2 separate regions of the Sus scrofa genome follow, and region 2 is linked to region 1. Evidence: chromatin contacts called from public Hi-C data. All regions are on one chromosome and are shown on one strand. Each heading gives the region's core, a stretch centred on a gene start, on an enhancer-like site or on the middle of the called end of the contact. The rest is flanking DNA. Distances are from core to core; before and after follow the strand shown.

Evidence for each region. Hi-C and Micro-C count contacts between places; a contact is called where the count stands out from the background.
Region 2: a contact with region 1 is called in a Hi-C map of heart right ventricle, with 2.7 times the contacts expected there. The contact joins the promoter of NEMP1 here to the promoter of MYL6B in region 1. A contact is called at or near these places in 1 of 5 promoter capture datasets (fetal liver) and 1 of 47 Hi-C or Micro-C datasets (heart right ventricle).

The regions. Positions count from the first base shown.
Region 1 is chr5:21,550,591-21,558,394 of Sscrofa11.1, forward strand. MYL6B (myosin light chain 6B) reads left to right here and starts at 3,761. Exons shown (of 8, transcript XM_003126266.3): 1 at 3,761-4,152; 2 at 5,471-5,738; 3 at 6,466-6,493; 4 at 6,712-6,855; 5 at 7,245-7,418. The coding sequence starts at 5,517. LOC106507496 (a long non-coding RNA gene) reads right to left here and starts at 3,876. Exons shown (of 5, transcript XR_002344288.1): 1 at 3,407-3,876.
Region 2 is chr5:22,384,903-22,392,706 of Sscrofa11.1, forward strand. NEMP1 (nuclear envelope integral membrane protein 1) reads right to left here and starts at 5,195. Exons shown (of 9, transcript XM_003481636.4): 1 at 5,054-5,195. The coding sequence starts at 5,180.

The DNA of each region.
Region 1 (7,804 bases), core at 2,511-5,010:
GTGGCCCAAGAAATGGCAAAAAAAAAAAAAAAAAAAGACAAACCCACCACCACCAACAAAAAAAGAACAAACTAGTGGTTACTGGTGGAGAAAAGGAAGGGATGGACAATATAAGAGTAGGGGAGTGGTCAGACACAACTTAGAATAGATTTACAAGGAGATCCTGCTGAGTAGCATTGAGAACTTTGTCTAGATACTCATGTTGCAACAGAACAAGGTGGGGGAAAAAATGTAATTGTAATGTATACATGTAAGGATAACTTGATCCCCTTGCTGTACATGGGAAAATAAAAATAAAAAATAAATAAATAAGTAAGGGTAGGGGAGTGGGATGTACAAATTTTGGGGTGTAAGCCAGGCTCAAGGATGTACTGCACAACATAGGGAATATAGCCAATAGTCTGTAATGACTGTAAATGGAAAGCAACCTTTAAAAATTGTATATTAAAGAAGTTCTTGGAGTTTCCATCGTGGCTCAGTGGTTAACGAATCTGACTAGAAACCATGAGGTTGCGGGTTGGATCCCTGGCCTCGCTCAGTGGGTTAAGGATCCAGCATTGCCATGAGCTGTGCTGCAGGTCGCAGATGCAGCTCAGATCCTGTGTTGATATGGCTCTGGCATGGGCTGGCGGCTACAGCTCTGATTAGATCTCTAGTCTGAGAACCTCCATATGCCGTGGGAGCAGCCCTAGAAAAGACAAAAAAAAAAAAAAAAAGATAAAGAAGTTCTCTTGTGGTACAGTGGGTTAAGGATCTGGCATTGTCACTGCAGCAGCTTGAGCTGCTGCTGTGGCATGGTTTTGATCCCTGGCTTGGGAATTTCCACATGCTTCAGGCATGGCCAAAAAAAATTGCTAAAAAAATGTGCCCTCTCAGATCTGGTGTTGCTGTGGCTGTGGTGTAGGTCGGTGGCAACAGCTCCAATTAGACCCCTAGCCTGGGAACCTCCATATGCCGCAGGTGTGGCCCTAAAAAGACAAAAGACAAAAAAAAAGTGCCCTAATTATTTTATATTGACTAATATTATAAATATGCAGTCCCTAAGAACATACAAGTCATATGCTAGGTGGGGTAGAAAGAGAGGGGATATGGGCATTTGTCACAGAAAATCCACATACATAATGTATAAATCACACATGCCCAGTTAAGACCATGTGCAGTCCAGTTCGCAGTATTTATGATTAAAAGTCTATTGAAATAGACATTTAAAACACAGAAAACGAACAGTCCTCCGACTTGTGTTTGCCAAGGTATTTCTCTTTTCTCCTTGCACCACTTCTCTATAAAGCAGGCAGAAATGCTAGAAAGTCAGATGATGCCATAACCACTTTTACTTGGCAAACTGCCCAAAAGATGGCTCTAGATAAAGGAGAGGAAGAGGAGGAAAAAAAAGTTCAGATAAACCACATCTTTGAAACCCCCTTCTGTGGAAGTGATGAAAGACACAAAAAGGCATCTGTTACGTGACCCTCCCCCAAACAGTCTTGTAACCAAACACCTAAAAGAAATGTATTCTTTCTTGCTCTCCATCGCTTTGTGCCTCGTGCTACTTTATGGATGTAAAAGGAGGAAATACTAACTACTTCATATGCTGGGCTGAGTAAAGGAAATTTAACACACACATATACCACTTACTCTATGCTAGGCCCATTCTGGGTTTGTTTTTTTTTTTTTTGTCTGCCTTTTCTAGGGCTGCTCCGCAGCATATGGAGGTTCCCAGGCCAGGGGTCTAATCAGAGCTGTAGCCGTCAGCCTACGCCAGAGCCACAGCAACACGGGATCTGAGCCATGTCTGCGACCTACACCACAGCTCACAGAAATGCCGGGTCCTTAACCCACTGAGCAAGGGCAGGGATCCAACCTGCAACTCATGGTTCCTAGTCGGATTCGTTAACCACTTGCCCCAACGGGAACTCCTCTGGGGTGTTTGTTCTTGTCTTTTTAGGGCCACACCCACAGCAATATGGAGGTTCCCAGGCTAGAGGTTGAAGCAACACTGGATCCAAGTCTTGACTTATATATACCACAGCTCACGATAACGCTGGATCCTTAATCCACTGAGCGAGGCTAGGGGTTACCCTGTGTTCTCAGGGATGCTCGTCAGACTTGTTTCTGCTGAGCCATGATGGGAACTCCATATGCTAAACCCATCGTGTTTTATAAAGATTAACACACTGAATACTCCCAACAGCACTGTAGGTACCCACTACCTACAGGATAGGTATTACTATTATTTTATAGATGAAGGAACTTAGGCACAGTAAGATATATAAACTTGCTGGAGGTAAGTACCTTGAAGACCCTAGATTCAAATTTAAGTAGGCTGGGAGTTCCCGTTGTGTTTAAGTGGAAATGAACCCGACCAGTATCCATGAGGATGTGCATTCGATCCCTGGCCTCACTCAGTGGGTGGGGATCCGGGGTTGCCATGAGCTGCAGTGTAGGTCACAGACAAAGCTCAGACCCCGAGCTGCTGTAGCTGCGGTGTAGGCCGGCAGCTGGAGCTCCGATTCCACCCCTAGCCTGGGAACCTCCATATGATGCAGATGTGGCCTAGAAAAAAAACAAAACAAACAAACAAACAAAAATTAAGTAGCCTGAAAAAGAACTCAAAACAATAGCAAATAAAACATCACATTTAAGCAGGCTAGTCTGAATCCACACTCTTTAGCACCCTCTATGGTTCATGCAGTACCTGCTCTGTGGAGACCTTCAGAAATGGTTGCTAACACCCTCCACCTCCTCATCGGTTATTGTTTTTATTATACAATCCATTTCTACTCTTCCAAAAAGCCTTCCCCAACCAGCCAACATCAATTCTGCACTGCCCATTAAGTTCATTTATGCCTCACTCTTCTGACCTCTTGTGGGCTTTCTACTCCCACCCACTGCCTGCAAGCAAGCCCGTGCAAGCCCCAATCTCCAGCATGGTATGCACCTTCAGGGCATTTACTCTTCCATCTAGTAGTAGATCAGTGGGGCTGGGCTGGTTCCTTACCAGCCCAAAGGAGACCTTTCAAAAGCATCTTGGGGGATGTACAACACAGAGAATATAACCAATATTTATAACTATTAATGGAGTACATACAACCTACCTGAAACAGAATATTCTGTACCAACCATACCTCAATTAAACACAAACAAGGAGTTCCCTCTGTGGCTCAGCAGGTTAAGGACACGACGCTACCTCTGTGAGGAGGCAGGTTCAATCTCTGGGCTCACTCAGTGAGTTAAGGATCCAGTTTTGCCACAGGTGATGTAGGTAGCAGATGCAGCTCGGATCCCTGTTGCCCTGGCTGTGGAACAGGCCTCAGCTGTAGGTCCAATTGGACCCCCCCCCCTCGCCTGGGAACTTCAATGTGCCACAGGTGCGACCATTAAAAAAAAAAAAAATCTAAAAAACAACCAGCCATCCACGGGAAAGAGATGTCCAATGCTGGGCAGAGATGTCTCAGAGTCAAGAGCTGGAGAACGCAGGCCTCCACTCCAAAGAGACCTGTGAAGAACAGAAAGGGTGCCTGATGCATACGCGGCCGCAGAATGGAGAAACTTCAACTCGGACTGCGGCAGGTTAGCCGGCTTAATTCCAAATTTTAACGTTTACTTCAACTACCAGTTCACTTCAAACAAACAACTTTACTGTTCCAAGTCATACAGCCACTCAATGGCCTCTATTTTCTACCGAACTGCAACAGGAAGCTAAACTGACCTAACCACTCGGCCCGGGGCCGTTAAGTGCTTCCTGAGCTACCTGACCTTCTATCTGAGCCTGGGGCAGCTACAACCCTTCCGCTGCTTCCGCGTTCTCACAGCGAACTCAGGAAAACAGCTCCGCCCACACTAAACAGTGAACTCAGGGCCAAACAAGGGAGATATTCTGAAGGGCCGCGCACGTTTTGAGAGTCAGTGAAAAGTACTTTTTCCGGGATAAGAAACGCGCCCCAAACATACTGAGTCACCAACCGCCGCTTCGGGCCGGAAGCCACCGCACTAACACCGCCCCCCTTACGTAGTTAAGCGGAGTTTCCCGTGAGCCTCCGGGCGCGCGCGAGGACTACGATTCCCGGCATGCTCGGTGGCTGGCGAAATTAACCCTTCAGGGACTGCGGCTGCCCTTCGCCCCGCCTCCTCCTCTTACCTGGACCCCTCAGGGTGAGTTTTTGGGGCTTTGGGGAGGGACTCTTTCCTTTATTTAATATTTAGGGTGTGTGTATGTGAGTGTGTGTGTGTGTGGTGTGTGTGTGTGAGAGAGAGAGAGAGAGAGAGAGAGAGTGATGTGCTTATTTTCCTAAAATGAGGCAATTGGCAGTAATGAGATTCAGAGACTTTTTTGGAGTGGGAGACCCAGCATCAACTCTCTGAACCCCAGGACCTAAGTGGGATCACTCTTATCTTCCTCGGAATGCTGTTTAAATCGTCTCTTTCTTTAACCCCAGAACAAAACTAGCCAGTGACGCCCCCCCCCCCACCCCATATGCCCGGACTTCGACTCTACCCCAGCGCTCCCAGCAAGGTTTGTAATCTGGCAACCTAGTCTGGAGGTTTTATTATCCCTCTGGTTGGGAATGAGTACTCATGGAGGCCAAAGGGCCTCCCACGTCCTTTTGGATTAGAGATTTTAGAAATTAAGCCCTTTGCCTCTCAGAGCCTGCCCTTCCCCCCAGGTGCAAGGAGCCCCTGCAGGTTCAGACACCCTACTTGTGTCTGACCTGAATGACCATAGGTTTGTGGACAAGTGTTCCTTCCTTGGGAGTATGGATGGTGGGTGTTAAACTGTCCTTGCCCGCATCCCCGCTCCTTAAACGTTTAACACTGGGTACAGGAACAATCGGAGGGGGAGGTCACACTCTTCTCTTACTATTCTGTCTCTATTTTGTACACAGTTCCAGTTCTGGGCTGGCAGGAAGAGGGTTAGAGAATTACAGTATTCAGGATTATGAAGCTGTGGGATCCACTATCCCTGCTTCTCATCCATGGTCAGAGAGGAGCAGAGAGTCTGCTTGTTTTTTTCACCTTTCACTACTCCCAGACCCCACTTTAACAATCACAGTTCACAAGGCCCCCATCCCTGCTTCAGCCTTCAAGAGTCTAAAGCTGCTAGGAAAAAGGGCTCTTCTGAGTCAGAGGGTTGAGGGCATTGAATGCCTGGATCTCCTTCTTTGCCTCACCCCTATTTTACTGTTTGTCACTGGCAAGCATCCTATCCTCACCCCGGAGGTTAACTCCCCCATTCTGGGCAGTCTCTGGCTTCCTCCCCCTGCCCCCAAAGGGGCCATTGTTCTGGTCAGCATTTGGGGCCAGGTGGACAGAAGGGAGAAGACCTTGGGGCAGGAGTCCTGAACCATAGGAGGCCAGGGGAGTGAGGGCAGGCCAGCATATCTCTCCTCTATCTCACCCTCCCCATCGCCAACTGGCTCCCTGCCCCTGCCCCCGCCCCTTGACATCCCAGACTCCCTGGCTATTTAAACAGAGATGGGTGCCCCCATCGGCACACTGTCCTTTGGCCACCGGACATCATGCCTCCCAAGAAGGATGTTCCCGTTCCCGTGAAGAAACCAGTGGGGCCCCCTAACCCCAAGCCTGCTGCGCCTGCTGCCAAGCCAGCAGCAGGGGCCCCTCCAGCCAAGCCACCACCAGCGTCAGCGTCAGCGCCAGCACCAGCACCAGCACCAGCACCAGCTGTCCCTTCAGCCTCTGCGAAGATCCAGGAGCCCCCCGTCGATCTCTCCAAAGTGGTGGTGAGTCCCTGGAAAGTGAGAAAAGAATTTGGAGGGAGTGGTAAAGGGTGGGATTCAGCCTAGAGGACTAGGGGGTATCTAGAAGGTAGGGAATCAGTAAGCACTGGATGATAGCGGGGGTTTCCCTTCGTCCCCTATTTGGAAGGATTCAGGGTCATGACTCTGCTATTGTCTTTGTTGAGCTCTTCCTCTAATCTATAACACGTTCTGTGTACGTATATACACACACATTCTCACTGACCCTCCTGCTGGAGGCAGGGACTGTGAGATGGGGAACATCTGGGTTCTGAGGACAGTTTCAAGGTGAAGGGAGGGAGCTGCTGCCGGCCCCTGGCTGACTGTTCAACACGAAAGGCCACAGCTCTGAACCCCAGGAAGGAAGGCTGAAGAGGACAGACTTGTTAGACAATCACAGCTGGGGGCCAGGGGTAAATTTAGCCTTTGTTCAGCCCCCAGTTATGTGAGGGATGCAGGGCTCAGGGCAGTAGAGGGAGGGGAACAGGTGGCATGGGATTAACCCTGTTCCCAGGAAACCCTCCCCCCAATAATTCCTCCTCTTGGGATTCTCCCAAGGTCTGGAGCTGGGAATGGGACTGAGGTGGCTGGGCTCCCAGCCTGGTCCCTTTGGGCCCCTCCCCAGAAGTGGTTGCCAGTTGGTCGGGAGGAGTGCTGGAGAGAGATTGAATAAGCCCTGTCATCCCTCCTCACCTGCTCTTTTCTTCCACAGATCGAGTTTAACAAGGACCAGCTGGAGGGTGAGGAGAAGCTGGTCCCCTGAGCCCACTGTCCATCCCAAGCCCCTGGTCAGATCCTCTTTCTATTCCCCTAACTCCAGTCCCGACCTTGAAACCTGCAACACCAGTGCTCTTTGTGTTCCCTGTGCTGCCCAGCTCAAGCACATAGTTTCTAACTCTTCTTTCTTCTGATGGTGATGGGAACCCCTTGTCAACACTGACCCCTCCTTATACTTCAGAGTTCAAGGAAGCCTTCGAGCTGTTTGACCGAGTAGGGGATGGCAAGATCCTGTTCGGCCAGTGTGGGGACGTGATGAGGGCCCTGGGCCAGAACCCCACCAACGCCGAGGTGCTCAGAGTCCTGGGGTACCCCAAGAGTGATGGTGAGGGGACCCCTGGAACAATGAGGGTTTTCAGTTTAGTGGTGGAACCGAGGAATGTGGGTAAGGTGACAGAGGATGCTGAGGTGGGTCCCCGGACTTCTAAAGCTGTCAGACCCAGGGGCAGAAAATCATCCTGAATGTTGAACAAATAAAATCCTTAGTGGGGAGTTCCCTTGTGGCACAGCAGGTTAAGGATCCGGCATTGTCACCACAGCCCCCTGGGTCGCTGCTGTGGCACAGGTTTGATCCCTGGCCTGGGAATTTCCACATGCTATGGGTGTGGCCAAAAAAAAAAAAAAAAAAAGAAAGAAAAGAAATTCGTGGTGGGGATGAGAGCTAAGTCCTAGGTGACATCACAGTGACCTCACCTTCACCTCTCTGATCTGCAGAGCTGAAGACCCGACGTATAGACTTTGAGACTTTCCTGCCCATGCTCCAGGCAGTGGCCAAGATCCAGGGGCAAGGCACATACCAGGACTACCTGGAGGGGCTTCGCGTGTTTGACAAAGAGGGGAACGGCAAAGTCATGGGAGCAGAGCTCAGACATGTCCTCACTACCCTGGGTGAGGCAGGGACCAGAACTGTGGGGTGGAGAGGAGGGGGTGAACCAAGAAGAAGGTTAGCCAAGCAGGCAGAGCCAGGGAGGGATTACTGTCCTGGAGGTCATGGGCAGAAGACCGAGAAGGTCAGAGCCTGCTTCTGGGGTACAGATGCCTCCCAAAGGGCAGAGGAAAGGGGATGAGATGGGAGATCTGAGCTTCTATTTTGGAAGAGATGGTTGGCCTCTGTGATATGGTATGTGTCTCTTAATCCTCTGAAATTCAGTTTCCTTGTCTGTGGAGCTTTCACCAGGTGTAACTGAGGTGAAATGGAAAGCAAGATGCTGGGAGGCATTCAAGGCATGCGCATTACAAGGACAGGATTCTCTTGGGGGACTGTTGCTATGGGC
Region 2 (7,804 bases), core at 3,945-6,444, 840 kb after region 1:
AAAACAAATAACCAAGAGTCACACTTATTAACCCCACCTCTCTCACAGCACCAAGTATTATAAAACAACACCTCTTTAAGCCCATTATTATCTTCAAGAGGATAGTAAGATATAAATAATGTATTAATAGCACAAGCCATTTGAAAAGCTTAATGCCAAGAAAATGCATCAGTGCTTTTAAACTAACTTTTACATTCTTTAATGTCGTTTTCCTAAAGAAATAAAACTTCATTAAAAAAAACTTTTTAGGAGTTCCTGTCACGGTTCAGTGGTTAACGAATCCGACTAGGAACCATGAGGTTGCGGGTTCGGTCCTCGGCCTTGCTCAGTGGGCTAAGGATCCGGCGCTGCCGTGAGCTGTGGTGTAGGTTGCAGGCACGACTCGGATCCAGTGTTGCTGTGGCTCTGGCATAGGCTTGGCAGCTACAGCTCCAATTAGACCCCTAGCCTGGGAACCTCCATATGCCACGGGTGGGGCCCTAGAAAAGGCAAAAAGACAAAAAAAAAAAAAAAAAGGAAGAAACTTTTAAAAAAAAAAACCTAGTTCTTCCTCTTCCCAAGTTCCACACCATTCAAAGGAAGGCACAGCAAGTACACAGACAAACACAGCTCTCTAACAGCAACCTTCCCACAGAAATCAGCACCTTGGCCAGCCACATCTTTGGAAATTCTTTAAGAGGGAAAATACCCCAATTCAGCCTAAGGGGATAAGCTATAGTTTAAATTGCTAGAAAAAAACAAGAACTACATCAAAATTACCTTAAACACATAAAAGTTGTCAGAATCAGAATGTTCATGTTAGAATCTTGTGCTTCCCATAGCAAAAGGACATAAACACCTTTTTCCCTTCCCCAAATTGAGTCAGCCAGCACGTTAAAAAGCAGAATAAATTAACCATTCCAAAAAATGCTTTCTGAGTCCAATGATCTAGTTCTTCTTGGAAAATGTCTCCTTGGAATTTAGCGAATCACAACTTGCTTACTGTATTTACCTATTAAGCAGCAGCTACTTAAAAGTTAGTAACTTCATATTTACTTATATTCATTACAAACTTACTTTTCACCTACTTTTCAATCAAAAATTCTGTGAAGACCAGAATAGACCCTAAAAATCATGAAAAACATTTTATGAAAAACAATTTCTAATTCTTATGTAGCCTCTACTTCAGAAGTAGAGATCCAGTTCACACTTAAAAGTTTCCTTAAAAACTATCATCTTTAGGAGATTCCCTTGTGGCTCAGTGGGTTTTAAGGATCAGGTATTGTCGTGGTACATATACACAATGGAATATTACTCAGCCATTAAAAGAAATGAAATACCGGCATTTTTAGCAACATGGATGGACCTAGAAATTATCATGCTAAGTGAAGTCATCGATACAATGAGGCACCAACGACAAATGCTTTCACTGACATGTGGAAGCTGAAAAAAGGACAGACTGAACTTCTTTGCAGAACAAATGCTGACTCACAGACATTGAAAAACTTATGGTCTCCGGAGGAGAGAGTTTGGGGGTGGGGGGATGTGCTTGGGCTGTGGGATGGAAATCCTGTGAAATGGATTGTTATGACCATTATACAACTACAGATGTGATAAATTCATTTGAGCAATAAAAAAAAAAAAAAGGATCAGGTATTGTCACTGTTGCAGCTCTGGTAATAGTTGTGGCTATGGCGCAGGACAAGAGAACTCTAAAAGAATAAACCTATCTAAAAAGATAAAGGGAGGGAGGAAAAAAATTAAAGTTCTGCAATAAATACTAGATTATATAATAGTTTACATATTATAAATAGATATATAATAGTATATATAAAATAGATATAAATAATAATATACTGTAAAATATACATATAACTTTAATATATTAAAAAGTTCAATTTATTTATTTTTTTATTATTTTTTTTTCTTGGCCATGTCCACAGCATCTGGAAATTCCAGGGCCAGGGATTAAACCCCCACTATAGCAGTGACCTGAGTCACAACAGAGACAATCCCAGATCCTTTTTTTTTTTTTTAGCTATTTCTTGGGCCGCTCCCACGGCATATGGAGGTTCCCAGGCTAGGGGTCAAATCAGAGCTGGAGCCACTGGCCTACGCCAGAGCCACGCAACGCGGGATCCGAGCCGCGTCTGCAACCTACACCACAGCTCACGGCAATACTGGATAGTTAACCCACTGAGCAAGGGCAGGACCGAACCCGCAACCTCATGGTTCCTAGTCGGATTCATTAACCACTGCGCCACGATGGGAACTCCTTTTTTTTTTTTGCCAGATCCTTTAGCCTCTAGGCCACCACGGAACTACAGGCTACCACGGAACTCCAATGGATTATAAAAGTATACAAAAATCAAAATAAATAGTAATAACAATAAATAGGCGAAGAGCAAAGAACACACACTCCAAAAAAATTGTAAAAGTCTAAACAAAAAATTAAATAACTAATGAACATCTGAAAGATGCTTCCTCACAAATAATGCAAGAAATGCAAAATAAATTAAGATATTACTTTCAGGAGTTCCCATCATGACTGAGTGGAAACAATCCGACTAGTAACCACGAGGATTTGGGTTCGATTCCTGGCCTTGCTTAGTGGGTTAAGGATCCGGCATTGCCATGAGCTGTGGTGTGGGTCAAAGATGCGGCTGGGATCCTGCATTGCTGTGGCTGTGGTGTAGGCCGAAAGCTGTAGCTCCGATTAGACCCCTAGCCTGAGAACCTCCATATGCCATGGGTACAGCCCTGAAAAAGCAAAAAAAAATAAAATAAAATGATACCACTTTCAATCTATCAAATTAGCAAAGATGAGAGCTCCCTTGTGGTCCAGTGGGTTAAGGATCATGTGTTGTCATTGCATGACCCAGGTCGCTGCTATGGTGTAGATTGGATCCCTGGCCTGGGAATTTCTACGTGCTGCAGGTGGGGTCGAAAAAAAAAAAATTAGCAAAGGTGTTTCAGTCTGGAATATCCAATGCTGGCATGGGTGTGGGTCACAAATTTTTTTTTTTTGTCTTTTTGCCATTTCTTGGGCCGCTTCTGCGGCGTATGGAGGTTCCCAGGATAGCGGCTGAATCGGAGCTGTAGCCGCCAGCAACGCGGGATCCGAGCCGAGTCTGCAACCTATACCACAGCTCACGGCAACGCCAGATCCTTAACCCACTGAGCAAGGCCAGGGATTGAACCCGAAGCCTCATGGTTCCTAGTCAGCTTCGTTAACCACTGAGCCACAACGGGAACTCCAGGGTCACAAATTTTTAACAAGATGTTTCAAGGATCTTAAACATGTTTTGATGGAGTTCCCATCGTGGCTCAGTGGTTAACGAATCCGACTAGGAACCATGAGGTTGTGGGTTCGATCCCTGGCCTTGCTCAGTGGGTTAAGGATCCGGCGTTGCCGTGAGCCATGGTGTAGGCTGCAGACACAGCTCGTTTCTCGCGTTGCTGTGGCTCTGGTGTAGGCCGGCAGCAACAGCTCTGATTCGACCCCAAGCCTGGGAACCTCCATATGCCATGGGTGCGGCCCTAAAAAGACATAATACCCAAAAAACCCAAAAAACAAAACATGTGGAAACAGACCAAAAGAAAGTGTGTTTTAATGGACTGCCTCTGAATGGAATCAACAGTGAGTGCTTTCTCTACCTCTTTATACTTAATTGTGCTTGCCATATAGTTTAAAATAAACTCCCGTTATTTTTATAATCAAATTTTTCAAAAACCTCCAGAGAAAGAACTCCCTGCCTTTTGAAGTATTCCATTTTTTTAGATACCTCTCAGTTTTGGAAAGTTCTATTCTATTACATGACTGTCTCTGCAGCTGCCACCTATATGATCTTCTAGGCCATAAAGAACATTTATCCCGAGTTTACCTTTCTCCTGTTTCTGTCCTCATTAAAGTAACTTTGAGCCTGTTAACTACTCAATGATTATGTAGGAGCATTTTGATACACATGTGTTCTTTCATCTCCGTAATACACAACTTCTAAGGACAAACATCTAGCCAGAGTTCATTCAGATCATATGCAGCCCTTCAAATGTTACTGTGGGCTCTGCCTCTGGAAAGTACCTTCCTGGATACTTTCTCCCCTCTCCCTAAAAAATACCGTTTCAGAAGGACGTTGCACCTTGGAACTAGTTATATGGATCCTGAGACAACCTTAAAGCTGCAGCTAAGGATAATCATAAGTGACAGCAAGAGATAGGCAGCAAAGGACGGGAGAGGTAAGAAGTCATGTGCATTTAGGAGATAAGATTATCCTTAACCCCATGAGTCTGAACTCCGTCCAGTGGATGTTTGGAAACCTCATTCATCTTTCTGTTGTGCATTTATGAAGGGTACAAGGGAGGTTTTACAAACACATTCTAGGTTTTCTGGATTCAAGTGGAAAAGGAAAACAATGTCATGACAGTCCAAAACCAATGATCCAGTAACGGCAACCAAGTAAATCATCTTGAGAAATGAATAAATTTCCGAATATATTAGATACTGAATAGCGTTTGTATCTTTTTTTGGTAACGGGAATTTAACAACTCCAGGTCGGTTCTATAGGGCCAGAATCTTAAGGGGCAGAAATGACAGATACTGACAGAGATCACGGCTTTTCAGGGAACTATATCTGCTCGGCTACCCCGACCTGAGTCCTGATAGCATACGCTCATGTGTTGCTCATCTGTTGAATGAATGGGATGCTGCTCCCTTTCCAGCTGCAGCTCTGCCTGCCCATTCGGTCTTCGAGTCACCTTCCTTTTAACCAAAAAAGTTAAGGAGGCCCGCACAGCGCGACGCAGCCCCAGGACCAATTCTCACTCAGTTCAGGCCTCCCGGTCTCTGCCAAAAGGCTCCAGGCTTCTCCCCACTCTAGGTAGCTCCCCCAGGCCGCCTCAGGGCCCCGGCTCCTCAGTGCCGGCGCCCATTCACCGAGGATGAAGATTTTTTTCCTCTGCACCACGTCCTTGCCCCCTCTGCAGAAAAACGGCCAGCGCCCCGCAGACACTCCCCACTTTTCTAAATATAACCCCTCGGCACCCGCCCCCTCGGCAGCTGCTGCCCGGGCGGTACCTGAGCCGCAGACCAAGCAGCCGGAAAGGACCAGGAGCAGCCACACTGCCCCACAGCCCCCGGACCGCCAACTCCAGGGCCCGGAACCAACTGCCGGCAAGACCGCCACTTTCATTCCTCCCGCCATGGTCGCCACACGCCGCCTCTTCCTCACGTGCCTCTCCCCGGCAACTAACCCGGAACAGGCAGGGCCAGCAGCCTATCCGCTACAAGACCCGCCCCCTACCAACCAATCGGATGGGCGGGGCTTCGAGCACTCCGTTGGTTACGGATCCTATAGTCCCGCCTCTCAGCAACTGACGCGAGAGGGCGGGAAGAAGCAGCTTTCAGCCTATTAGAAAACGGGTCCTCACCTTAGTAATGGCGACAGGAAGATCCCACCCCTTAACAACATGCTTCCGTCTCCAGTTTATTTACAACTAGAGTGATTGATGGTAAGCATAACCAATACGAAATTAGAATGGGCGAGGCCCTCTTTACCAAATGATAATTTCCATGGAATCTATCTCAGGTTCCTTGTTTTCATTCGTTCCCTTTTTACCATGATCTTTTTGTTGTGGGAAGCTTAAGTAAGAGGACTGTGTTCTCCAAAGTCCTAAATGATTTAAAATAGAAATGTTACGCACAAAAAATTGTTTTGACAGTTTTGTAAGGAATAAACATTAACGTTTAAAAATTCAGTCATAGGCTGGGAATCTGGGGTTGATAATGCAAACTATTGCATTTGGAGTGGATAAACAATGAGATCCTGCTGTATAGCACAGGGAACTACATCTAGTCACTTATGATGGAACATGATGGAGGAAAATATGAGAAAAAGAATGTGCATATATATATATATATATATATATATAGGTCACTTTGCTGTACGGTAGACATTGACAGAACACTGTAAACCAACTATAATGGAAAAAATAAAAATCATTAAAAAAATACAGTCATAGAGTGGTTGGTAGAGGTTTGTGTTTTTTTGTTTGGTTTGTTGGTTGGTTGTTTTGAAAGCAAAATGCATGCAAGGATTAAGAGAAATTTGTTTCTTCCTCACGACATCCTGTGAGATAAATAGCTTTATTTATTTTTTAATATCATGATTTTTATTTTTTTCTATTATAGCTGGTTTACAGTGTTCTGTCAGTTTTCTACTGTACAGCATGGTGACCCAGTTACACATACATGTACACATTCTTTTTTCTCACATTATCATGCACCATCATAAGTGACTAGACACAGTTCCCAGTGCAAATAGCTTTATTTATGAAGAAGCCAAGGCTAAGACAGGTAAAGGAACTTGCCCAAGATTTCATAGCTCATTGGGCTGGGCTGTGGTTCCTTAACCACTGAGCAAGGCCAGGGATCGAACCTGCAACCTCACGGTTCCTCATCCTATCCATTTCTGCTGCACCACAACAGGAACTCCTGCTGGAAGTCTTTCTGTGCATCAGGTGCTTCTCCTTAAATGACTTATACAGTGAGGGCCTAGCAGAGTACCTAGCACATAACAGGTGTTCAGTAAATGTTAGTCCAAAGTGAAGCATCTTATTTTTGAGAGGATCTGATAGTGGCAGGTAGGAATCCTAGAGATGATGAAGCCTAGTGGGTTGAGGGGAAATTCAGGGAAGGAGATTACTGCTAGGGAAGGTTCAAACTTTCAAAATAAGGGATTTTTAAAATGACAAGATGGGGCTGAGCCATGGACAAAAGAAGAAATTTCATCCTCAGAAAAGTCTAGGCCACCTCCACTGCAATGGTCAAACTATATGTCTCTAACATACATACACCACACACTCCCCTGGCTGACCTAGAGGGGTCAGTATCAGGGGTAATAAATCACATTGGTACAATGTATCCTTGATGTCATGTGATGAAAAGGGTATTTCTGTGGTTTTCCTCCCCCAAGCCCATAAAACAAATCTAAGCATGAGATAAACACAATTTTCAAACAGAGAGGTATCCTACAAAATATCTGACCGGTACTCCCCAGAACTATCAAGGTCATCAAAAACAAGGAAACTGAGAAACTATAACAGCCAAGAGAAGACTGGGGAGACATGGAAACCAAATGTAATGTGGTATCATTGTAATGTGGTATCATGGATGGGATGCTGGAACAGAAAAAGAAAAATTAGGTTAAAAACTAAGGAAATTTGAGTAAGCTATAGATTTTTAGTTAATAATACTGTATCAACACTATTTAATTAATGGTGGCAAATGCACCATACTAATGTAAGAAAATAATAGTGGAGACTGGGTGAAGGGTACATGGGAATGCTCTACTGTCTTCTCAATTTTTCTATAAATCTTAAAACTATTTTAAAAAATAATTTATATACACACAGTTCATTTTCTACCAGATCCCAAATTCTCAGCATTCATAGCTCACTCTTTGGTTTTGAATAAAGGCCAGCGAAAGAGGAGAACTAATTCCAAAGGATCACTGACCATTGACTGTTAAAACCTGTAAATGAGGTGTACTGTAATGACATTGGTTGTCCACAAAAAACATCATACCTTATCATCCAAATGAGTTCTGTCACTTCAAGGTAGTCATTCAAGACTTTTAGGATTTCCTGTTGTGGCTCAGCAGTGACGAACCCAGCTAGCATCTGTGAGGACTCAGGTTTGAGCCCTGGCCCCACTCAGTGGATTAAGGATCTGGCATTGCTGTGAGCTGTGGTCTGAGCTGTGGCCGAAGATGCTGCTCGAATCTGGTGTTGCTGTGGCTGTGGTATAGGTTGGAGGCTGCAGCTCTGA